3 separate regions of the Sus scrofa genome follow, and all the other regions are linked to region 1. Evidence: chromatin contacts called from public Hi-C data. All regions are on one chromosome and are shown on one strand. The core of a region is the stretch at or near the end of the contact, and the rest is flanking DNA. Distances in the headings are between cores, read along the strand shown. Region 1 holds the start of CABP1 (calcium-binding protein 1). Region 2 holds the start of UNC119B (protein unc-119 homolog B). Region 3 holds the start of POP5 (ribonuclease P/MRP protein subunit POP5).

Region 1 (3,055 bases), core at 214-2,713:
GCTGCCTGGGACTCTTGAAAGAAAGGAAACAAAATGAGCCACTGGTGACCCCTTAATGACTTTTCTGACCCTAGAATGCACACAACTCAGGCTAGGGGTCTCTGGGTGTTATTCCACATCCCCCAACTCGACAACTGCCCACTGCCATCCTAATGGAATCTGTAGAGCCTCAACCTCTTTAAAACACCCCAAAGTTCCAGTTTGGACCACAGCTCTGTCCATGCCTACCCAGACACTTCTCTTTTCTCACATTTTTAGCTCTCCTAACTTTCCCAGGTCTTTCGGACCACCACAGGCAATGGCTAGGGTCCCTCATGCCCAGGCAAGGCTGTGTATCTCGAGCTCCCCACTCTTGACCCCCAGATTCCAAACCCATTTGCTCTCTTGGGTCGCTCACTGGCTGTCCTGGCCAGAGGCCAGAGGAGAAGGTTTGGAGCCCCCTGCTCGGAGCTCCCCTTGACCTCTGCAAATTTCCAGGCAGTTTGTGGAGGTTGCTCCCTTCCAGACCGGCCCATTCCGGCAGGTGGAGGGAGGCTAGGCGTTGGTGTCTCGTCCAGAAGAGGCCCGGAGCGTGGACAGCGCACAGGGTGCTGAATCAGGCACGGGGGAGGAGGCGCGCAGGCCAGTGCTCTCGGCTACGGGAGGACTAGAGGAGCGTGACCCTGGGGGGCCTTGGGAAGCGGGAGGAGGGCTGTGAGCGCAGCTGCGGCAGGGTCCCGAGCGCTTCTCCAGGGAGTGGGCGGGAGGCGCAGCCCTTACCTGGCCGAAGGCGGAGCTGAGCATGGGGCGCAGCTGGTGGAGGAACGGGTCTGCCTCGGACGCGGCAGCTGGAGCTGAGTCCCCGCGACCCGGGGCTCGCAGCGAGCCTCGGAGGCCGAGAGCCGGGGACAGACCCCGTTCCTCCCCATCCCGCCCGCGGGCCGGCGGCAGCGGCGACGGCGGCGAAGGTCGGGATGCCGCGGCCGGCGGCGCCTCCCGGGGCCTGCAGTGCGCCTGGGGGAGCCCGCGCCGGCTGCCCCGAGCGCCCTCCTCTCGCGGCGCTGGCCGGCACAGGGGCCTCCGCGAACTGGGGTCCCCTGACGGTATCGGCGTGCCTGGGCAAGGGCCGGGCAGCCGGCGGCTGGGCAGCAGTGGCTCCCTGGCAGGGCCGTGGCGGGGAGCCCGGCTGCCCCCGCTCGCTGCCGCCGCCTTCAGCAGCGACGTCTTGGACTCGCTTTTGGCGATGTGGGAGCTCATCGCGGCGGGGCCCGCGCTCGCATGGCCCGGCGGGGGCGGCGCGGTGCGGCGCGGCGCCGGGCCCCCGGCGGGCAGAGAGTGGGGCGCCCGGCGGGAGCCAAGCCCGAGGACGCGCTGGAGGCGGGCGCCGTCCCCCGGCCGCTTAAATGCGGCCCCGTCGCCACCGCCCATGTGACAGCGCAGCCTCTACGCCCGGAGCCCCGAGCTCCCCGGCGGCTGGCGGTGCGGATCTGTGGGGGCCGCCGGCTGTCCCCGAAGAGCCCACCCCCGGCTCCCTGGCGGCCCAGGTACCGCTGCGCCCCGCCCCTTGCCCCGCCCCGCGCTCGAGGAGCTCCGCTTCCGGGAGGCCCCTGGCGGCGGAGAGGGAGCTGCGGTGAGGAGCCGGGAGCGCTAGGGAAGGGGTTTGGCGAAGGGCCCCAAAGACACTCAGACCTTGACGGCGCTGGCGGTGCCCCTTAACGCGCCCGGATTTTCCCAAATGACCCAGAATCGCCGCAACCTCCAGAAATGCTGGCGGGGTGCACTGCCCAGGAGGTACAACTTTGGAAATGATGACGAGTGAGGTGAAGTAAACTCGAGACCCAAGGAGGATGTACCACAAGCTAGTTATGACACCACCACAACAAACCCTGGGGCCAGAATGGTATGGAAGGACACTGCTGGAAGGAAAGGCCCCACTCCGTGGGGGCTTCTCCCACTCCCAGTACGCTGGAGCAGGATCAGGATGACCCTGGTAAAGAGCCAAAGAATTTTCAGTTGTCAGAACAGAAGAGAAGCCAGGTGGCATTTGTTGCAACCTGGACGTCTGTCGCAGGGTCTGGTGATGATCAAGTGTCAGGTGGGACTCACTTGCTGCCCCTCCAGCTCTTATCCTCCCTCTCACCTTCTTGCCCTTCTAGATGTTAGAGAAATCCTTGCTCTTGGTAGGCAGCCAGGAAGCCACGCAAGCCCGGTTTGAATCTCAAAACCTAGCTCTGCCACTTACCATCTGTGTAACTTGGGCAAGTGTCATCAGCCTCTCTGAACCTTGTTTTCCTCTTCTTTAAAATGCAGATGATAATTACAACTACCTTCAGGTAAGAGGCCTAGCCCAGTGTTCTCAACAGGGTGCTCGTGCAGTTAAGCTAATCACCTTCCCTCTGCACCTTATGAGGCTCCATTCACCACTCCTGTTTGGTAGTGGGATACTTGAGATTTGAAGGGGTGCAGTGTGAACCTCCCAGGCTCTCCCGGTTCTGGTCTCTGGCCTTAATGCCATCCATGCATGAGAAAAGGGCAAGTCTAGCCACTGCTTAACCTCAATAGAAGGACAGATGGACAGATTGCCCATATACTACACATCCCTCCTGCCAAGGGTTCACCTCTGCACTGTCTTCCTATGAAGACATAGAATTTCATATGCAAAGAATTAAGGAAAACAGGATGCACGGGGAAAACAGCTGCTCAGAGGCCAAAGTGAACAAGGAAAGTTTCTTTTGTTCTCCAGCAAACTGTTTCCCAGCACACCTACTTTAAAGGGCTGAATTACCATATTAAAGCCACTCGGGTTCCTAAAGCACAAATATTGAGGCAGGCAGTGCAGTGGCCCTGAAGCCTCATTGCCACATCCACTCAGATAGGAAGGCATAAAGGGAGCCAGGTCAATCGACATCTTACCTGTTCCAGCCCTCAGAATAATCAGTGCTGGGTAGGATTAACAACAGATGTACATTCTGGATAAATCACAGGAGATAAAATACTTTATCTACATCTCTCAGGAGCTGATGAAAGCAGTGGGCCAAAGGGTATTTAATTTATTTTATTTTATTTTTTATTAGTA
Region 2 (3,055 bases), core at 209-2,708, 61 kb before region 1:
CAGTCCCAACCCATGTAGTGATGGAAAATGGAGGTAACGAACATATCTAAAATCAATTAAAACTAGTTTAGGAGATGGGAATTCCCTTTCATCCAGGCTGGACCAAGGCCCAGCTCCCCAAACTGCCATCCTCAAATCACTGGCGTGGCCTCTGGCTCCCTGAGGTACACCTGAGCGCCCCTGGCCTGTGGACTAAAGCAACTCAGCAAATGACAGGACGGCAGCCATAATCCATCAAGGAAGCACTAGTGCTTCAGGGCTATAAGTCTGGAGGAGAGGGTGGATGGGCTGGGCAAACAGGGTCTAACCAACCGACTGCAAACTCTTTTAGGGAGAAAGAGTAGCAAGAGAAAAGGCATCCAAGTCAGGGCTTGACCTGGAAGAGAACAGAAAAAGAGAGGAGAGCCAGGACAGAAGGTGGGTTATATATTTCTTCCCTTCTACCAATGAAAAGGTGTAGGATGGTTGCATTTTATTCAAGAAACACATTTCCGACATCCTGACATCTTAATTTACTAGAATAAGTGTCAAAAGCAGGATTCACATTTTGGATTTTGTAAGTAAACTGAAACTTTATTTTATGCGGCAGTTTTAAATTTGCATGAAATGCCACAGCAATATATTTGAGGAAGGAAGAACCCATCTGCACACAAAGGGGCAACGCTTGGGACGCAAAGAGGTAGGGGGCCAAAGGCAGGCTGGAAAGGAGGGAGGGGCTGTCAGGGGCCCGGAGTGGAGAGAAAGGTAGAGAAAGCAGGTAGGGGTCTGGACTGGCAGAGGGCTGCAGAAGCTGGCAGCAGTCAGGTTGAGGCGGACTAGCTGAACAGGAACTTCACTGATAGCTGGGGGACAGGGGCGCACCTACCAGGGTCAGGAAGCTAAGGGGGCTCCCTACCCAAACAGATCCAGCTGAGGGGCCGGCCACGGGGAAGCCTGGCATGGCGGGACTCGGGGGAGAACAAGCTCAAGGAAAACCCCTCCCAATCAGGTCTAGTTGAGGGTGGGCAGCGAAGACCCAGCCGGGCGGAGCAGTGGGCAGCGCGGCCTGGCCGGTCGGGGGCGCTTGGGTGGACCCCCGGCGGCTGGGCGAGCGGCCAGCGGCCGGCTCCGCCGAAGCCTACAAGGGGCCCGGGGCCTGACACGAGGGGAGGGCGCGGCCAGCCCTGCACTCACTCTCGGTGACCCGGCTGAGGCGCAGGACGTGGTCGGGCCGGATGGTGTCCAGAGCCAGCAGCTCCTGCTCCGTGACCACAGCCCCGATGCCGTCGTCGGCCGCGTGGTGGGGTGCCTGCCGCCGCGCCTTGAGCCGATTCAGGACGCCGCCGCCCGCCTTCTTTTTCTCTTCCTTGCCAGCCACTAGCCCCCCGGGCCCAGCCGCGGACCCCACGGCCGCAGCCTTCGAGTATGACCCACTCATCGCTCCGCCGCCAAGATGGCCGCCGCCTCCGCAGCGCCGTAACTATGGAGAGCGGGGGCGGGGCGGGGCCGGGGGCGGGGCCGGGGCGGGGTCTGCGGGCGGTGTCACCACCGCCTTCTCGCCCGCGTTGGTCAAGCCAGGTGGCTGGTACCTTAGTACTCCAGATCTCCTCGAATGTTTAAAAAAGTATTTCGTACAGTCAAATGACTTTCCGTCATATAAGATGTAAACATGGCATCTTGAGAAAGTGTTTGTTCATCTGTAGCCTAGAAGGTAAGTTGACAGTGCTTGCTATGCAAAGGCAGCTTTCCAACGAGATTGCCATTCCTAAACGCTGCTGTGCCAAGCTTTGGGCTAGACACTGGTCTGGGCTGCAGGGAATATAAGAATAGGAGAGAGGGCAAGGCTTGGGTCCGCCTTGTTCATCACTGTATTTGGGTAGTCTAGCTAATGCCTGACACATGGTAAGTGCTCAATAATGATTAAATGAATGTGTGAAGGAAGACCTGTACATCGCTTCACTATGGAGCTCCCACTTTGTTGGGAAAGGCTGCAAAGTACATAATTCATCAGATGCCCCTTCCTCTTGACCAGCCCAGTAAGTATGAATGAACCAGAGGCCAAACCAGACTGCTAATTGCTGCAGCAGAGGTGCTGCCAAAGTACACAGGAGGGGTCTGGGGCATGAAGGAAAGCTTCAGGGCTGACATCTGCACCTGAGCCTTGAAAATTAACCATGATTTCAACAACTGGAGGAGGTGAGTGGGAGGAGGGAGGACACTGCCCTCTTACACCCCAAGTGGCTCCTTCTCTAGAGATTCTGGATCCATACTCTTCTGTGTGGGAGGCCTGGGCCTCTCTGATGCAAAGTGTGTCTGCTAGGTCACCCTCAGCCAGTCTCAGGCCAAAGTGAAACCCCACCCTCTTCCCTGGGTCAGCCTCAAAGGCTTGATTTGTGCAGGCCTTGCTGGGTCCCTCTCACCCGATATGAGGGGTTTGGGAGGGGCTGACAGGCCTCGCCTTGTTCCTGGACAAAATCCAATCCTGACTCCATCTCAGTCGCCTAGCCTGGTGGTACAGTATGTGAGCAAGTTCCTATCTAATTGCTGACCTGACTTTGAGAGATTACCACCCGGGTGGGATTTCTCAAACAGTTCAGGGAAATTTGAAGATGTGTACAAAGAATTAAAGTCCTACCCTTTGCAGACAATTCTTTTTAAACTATTCAGCAATGAGTGGTTACTGAAGAATTTCCAGAACCCTTAATATTCTACTTGATTGTTAATGTCCAAGGTAGGGGTGAGGGGTTAGCATGAAGCCATTTCCTACAATCTCTTGCTCACTGAACCTTTGTTCTCAGACCACCAGGACTAGAGTTACCTGAACCCCACCTTTTCTCTTTTTAGGGATGATAAGAAACGTTTTGATCCCTTTACCTGGAATTCCACATAGCCTACATGTATGCACAAAGATGTTTGCTATAGGACCACATGTTTGCTATAGGACCATTATGGCCATTCGTAATGTTGAAAACTTACAATAAATTACAGTTGCATTCATTTATGTTATGCAGCTGTTACAAGGAATGAGCTTGATCTCTATGTATTAGTATGGAGAGATCTCAAAGATAGATTAAGT
Region 3 (3,055 bases), core at 349-2,848, 37 kb after region 1:
ATCTCTCAGACAATCTATTGTGAAATCCGACTCTCTCTTCTGGTTCACAGGGCCAGCTAAGTCGATGACAATGACACAAATAGCCAGGGATGTGTATAAAGAGCTAGTTACAAGGCTGGACAACTAAGTACTGGCTATAACAAGAAAATCTGGAATTAATTTAAATATCCATCATGGAAATATTGACTAGATCAGCAGTGGTACATCCAAACAATGCAGTCTGGGGCAACTGAAAAATAACTTTGTAGAACAGCTGGCATGAAAATATAGTCAAATGACAAGAATGAATCTTACAGACATTATGTTGAAAGAAAGGAGCCAGACATGCACGCACACACACACAAATATGCTGCTGGAGATTTACATTTATATAAAGTTCCAGAAGAGAAAAAGCTAATCTGTCATGACAGAAGTCAGAATATAGGCTACTTCTGGGAAGGTTTTTGGCTCGGAAGAGAGCACAGGAACCTTCCTGAGTGTTGGAAATGTTCTATCTCTTAATCTGGGCAGTGGTTGCAAAAGTTTATACATATATAAAAATTCATTGAGTTATGCACTTAATATGCATTTTATGTATGTTATGCCTCAGTTTTTAAAAAGATATTCAATGTGAGGGGAAAGAAGAGTAGTAAACAGTATGATCCTATTCTTAAAAAGAAAATGGAAAATATAAATTATCATACAGTGGAAGGTACATCTCGTACCTTTTTTGTCTCAGGGCCCCTTTCCATTCTTACTAAATTATTGAGGATCCCAAAGAGCTTTTGTTATGTGAAATATATTGATACTCACTATGTTTATTAAAACAGAAATGTTTAAAACACCATGCACAATTCTCTTAGCCATCAGAGCAATGTCAGCACATGTCACTGGCCTCTGGAAAACTTTACTGTCCACTCAGAAAGTGAAAACAGCAAGTAACACCTTAGTGTTACTACAAAAGTAATTTGACCTCGGGGGACTCCCTAAAAGAATCTGGGAAAATCCAGTGGTTCCTGGACTTCACCTGGAAAACCACTGGAACAGGGGTAAAATGTTGGAAGAAAATCCACTACATGATAAATTATTCTCTCTAGGTGCTGGGATTATAACTTATTTTTATTTGCTTCTTTGTGCTTTTCTGTTTAAAAACAAAAACAAAAAACAAACCAAAATAACCAGAAAATATAACGACCACGGATTGTTTTTGCAAAAAAACAAAAAAACAAACAAAAAAAAACAAGCCAATACACCCAACTCCATAAGGTTATTGAAAGGCCTAAACAGTAATAACATATTTGGCTGTATGGAGAAATTAAACCGAGCTCCAAACTGAGAATAAGAGTCCGATTTCCCCTATCAATCCCTGGCCTGGGGGGTGCAAGGTCTTGTGCTCAAATGTTCCACCGTCCAGCTTGGGTACTATGTTGCAAGGTAATGGAACGTCCTGGAGGTTCCAAATGCCTCAGCTGCATCCTAAACAGCAAACTCTGGCGTGGAGCACAACCACTCATCACAACGGGTTCAGTTGAAAGTCTAAGCGAAGAAATGAGCAGGACGCCTGCGCTCGGCAGAGGGAGGCGGAGCTCAAAGGAGACTGACACGGGGCTCCGCCTACATTCTAGTTCCGCCTCCCTCTCTGAGTGGCTGCCAGGCCAACTTCCCATTGGCCGCCGACGAGAAGGCAGACATCCGGTTTGAGTGTCTGGACGCCCGAGGCGGATACGAACATGGTGCGCTTCAAGCACAGGTAAGCAACCCTTATTCCTGTCCCTGCGGTCCTGGCCCCGGCCCAGCACTCACCGCCCTCTCGCCTGCCCCAGGTACCTGCTTTGCGAAGTGGTGTCTGAGGACCCCCGCTGCCGTCTGAATCTGGAGGACCGAGTGCTGGGCGGCCTAGTACGGGACACGATCGCGCGCGTGCACGGAACTTTCGGCGCGGCCGCCTCCTCCATCGGCTTCGCGGGTGCGAGGGTGTTGGGGAACCAGGAGGATGGCGGGATCTGGAGGGAGCAGTGGCCATTGGAGGGAGAAAGAAGGGGCACGGGCGACCTTGGAAGCTGCCAAGCCCTGTGCACCATTTTATGTAGGGTGTCGTCCTTTTTAGGAGTTTCAGAACCCGAGCCTGAGGTCTGCTTGAGTCCAAACTTAAGCGGAGAGCTAATACCAGTAGGCAGTGGGCAGAAAATACCAGTCGGCAGAAACCCCTATACTATTTGACGTGTGGTTTTTGATTGAGTTTAATAGGATGATGAAAACTAAATGAGGAAAGACTTGTATAGTTCCGAGTAAGTTATTTGACGGGTTACTTTGACATCATATGAAAAAAGCATTGTCAGAATTACCCCTGAAAAGCCCTGCATAGGGGCCTGTGAAGTACAGAATACACAGTTGTGTGTATGTGTAAATGCAAGAGAGGACCCTCCTCCACAACCACACTATGTAAATTCATTCCGTTTTTTACCATATGCTTGAAATTGAAATCTGGAGAAGGTAATGTACCTAGAGGCAACCCTTCTACCAAGGTGAGACTCGGTTGCTGGAAGAACCTACATAGCCCAGTTGCAGAACTTGTTTTTCAGCTAAGGGAAAACATCCTTCTGAAGAGTATGGATTTCTGCCACCCCCCTCCTTGGGTTAACTAGTTTGTGAATTAAAAGTGCATTTTAGGAGTTCCCTTTGTGGCTCAGCAGTTAAGGAACCTGACTAGGATACAGGAGGATGCATATTAGACCTCTGGCCTCTCTCAGTGGGTTAAGGACTCAAGGTTGCCCTGAGCTGTGTAGGTGGCAGAGGCAGCTTCGATCCCGAGTTGCTGTAGCTGTGACATAGGCCTGCAGCTTTAGCTGATTCAACCTCTAGCCTTGGAACTTCCATATGCCATGGGTGTGGCCCTAAAAAGCAAAAAATTAAATTCTAAATTCATTCACCAATTCTGAGTGGTATGTAAAGGCCCTAGATGTTATTTATCTCCCATTATTTTCCTTCAGAAATCAGTTTTTACTCATTGATGGCATCCCAAGTGCCACCGCCTTGAATGTTTTCTGGTACATAGGCTCTCAGTTACCTGAAGATT

Evidence for each region. A called contact is a pair of places that touch in the nucleus more often than the background predicts.
Region 2: a contact with region 1 is called in a Hi-C map of fetal skeletal muscle, with 1.5 times the contacts expected there. The contact joins the promoter of UNC119B here to the promoter of CABP1 in region 1. A contact is called at or near these places in 2 of 5 promoter capture datasets (fetal skeletal muscle and liver), 14 of 47 Hi-C or Micro-C datasets (alveolar macrophages, embryonic fibroblasts, fetal heart ventricle and 7 more) and 1 of 2 datasets of contacts at active chromatin or transcription factors (skeletal muscle).
Region 3: a Hi-C map of fetal skeletal muscle shows a contact between it and region 1, with 2.0 times the contacts expected there. The contact joins the promoter of POP5 here to the promoter of CABP1 in region 1. A contact is called at or near these places in 1 of 5 promoter capture datasets (liver), 10 of 47 Hi-C or Micro-C datasets (brain, embryonic fibroblasts, epiblast stem cells and 4 more) and 1 of 2 datasets of contacts at active chromatin or transcription factors (skeletal muscle).

The regions. Positions count from the first base shown.
Region 1 is chr14:40,561,710-40,564,764 of Sscrofa11.1, reverse strand. CABP1 (calcium-binding protein 1) reads right to left here and starts at 1,463. Exons shown (of 6, transcript XM_021072519.1): 1 at 760-1,463. The coding sequence starts at 1,407.
Region 2 is chr14:40,622,599-40,625,653 of Sscrofa11.1, reverse strand. UNC119B (protein unc-119 homolog B) reads right to left here and starts at 1,458. Exons shown (of 5, transcript XM_003132916.6): 1 at 1,174-1,458. The coding sequence starts at 1,417.
Region 3 is chr14:40,524,477-40,527,531 of Sscrofa11.1, reverse strand. It overlaps POP5 (ribonuclease P/MRP protein subunit POP5), which reads left to right and starts at 1,598. Exons shown (of 5, transcript XM_001925378.5): 1 at 1,598-1,729; 2 at 1,803-1,945. The coding sequence starts at 1,710.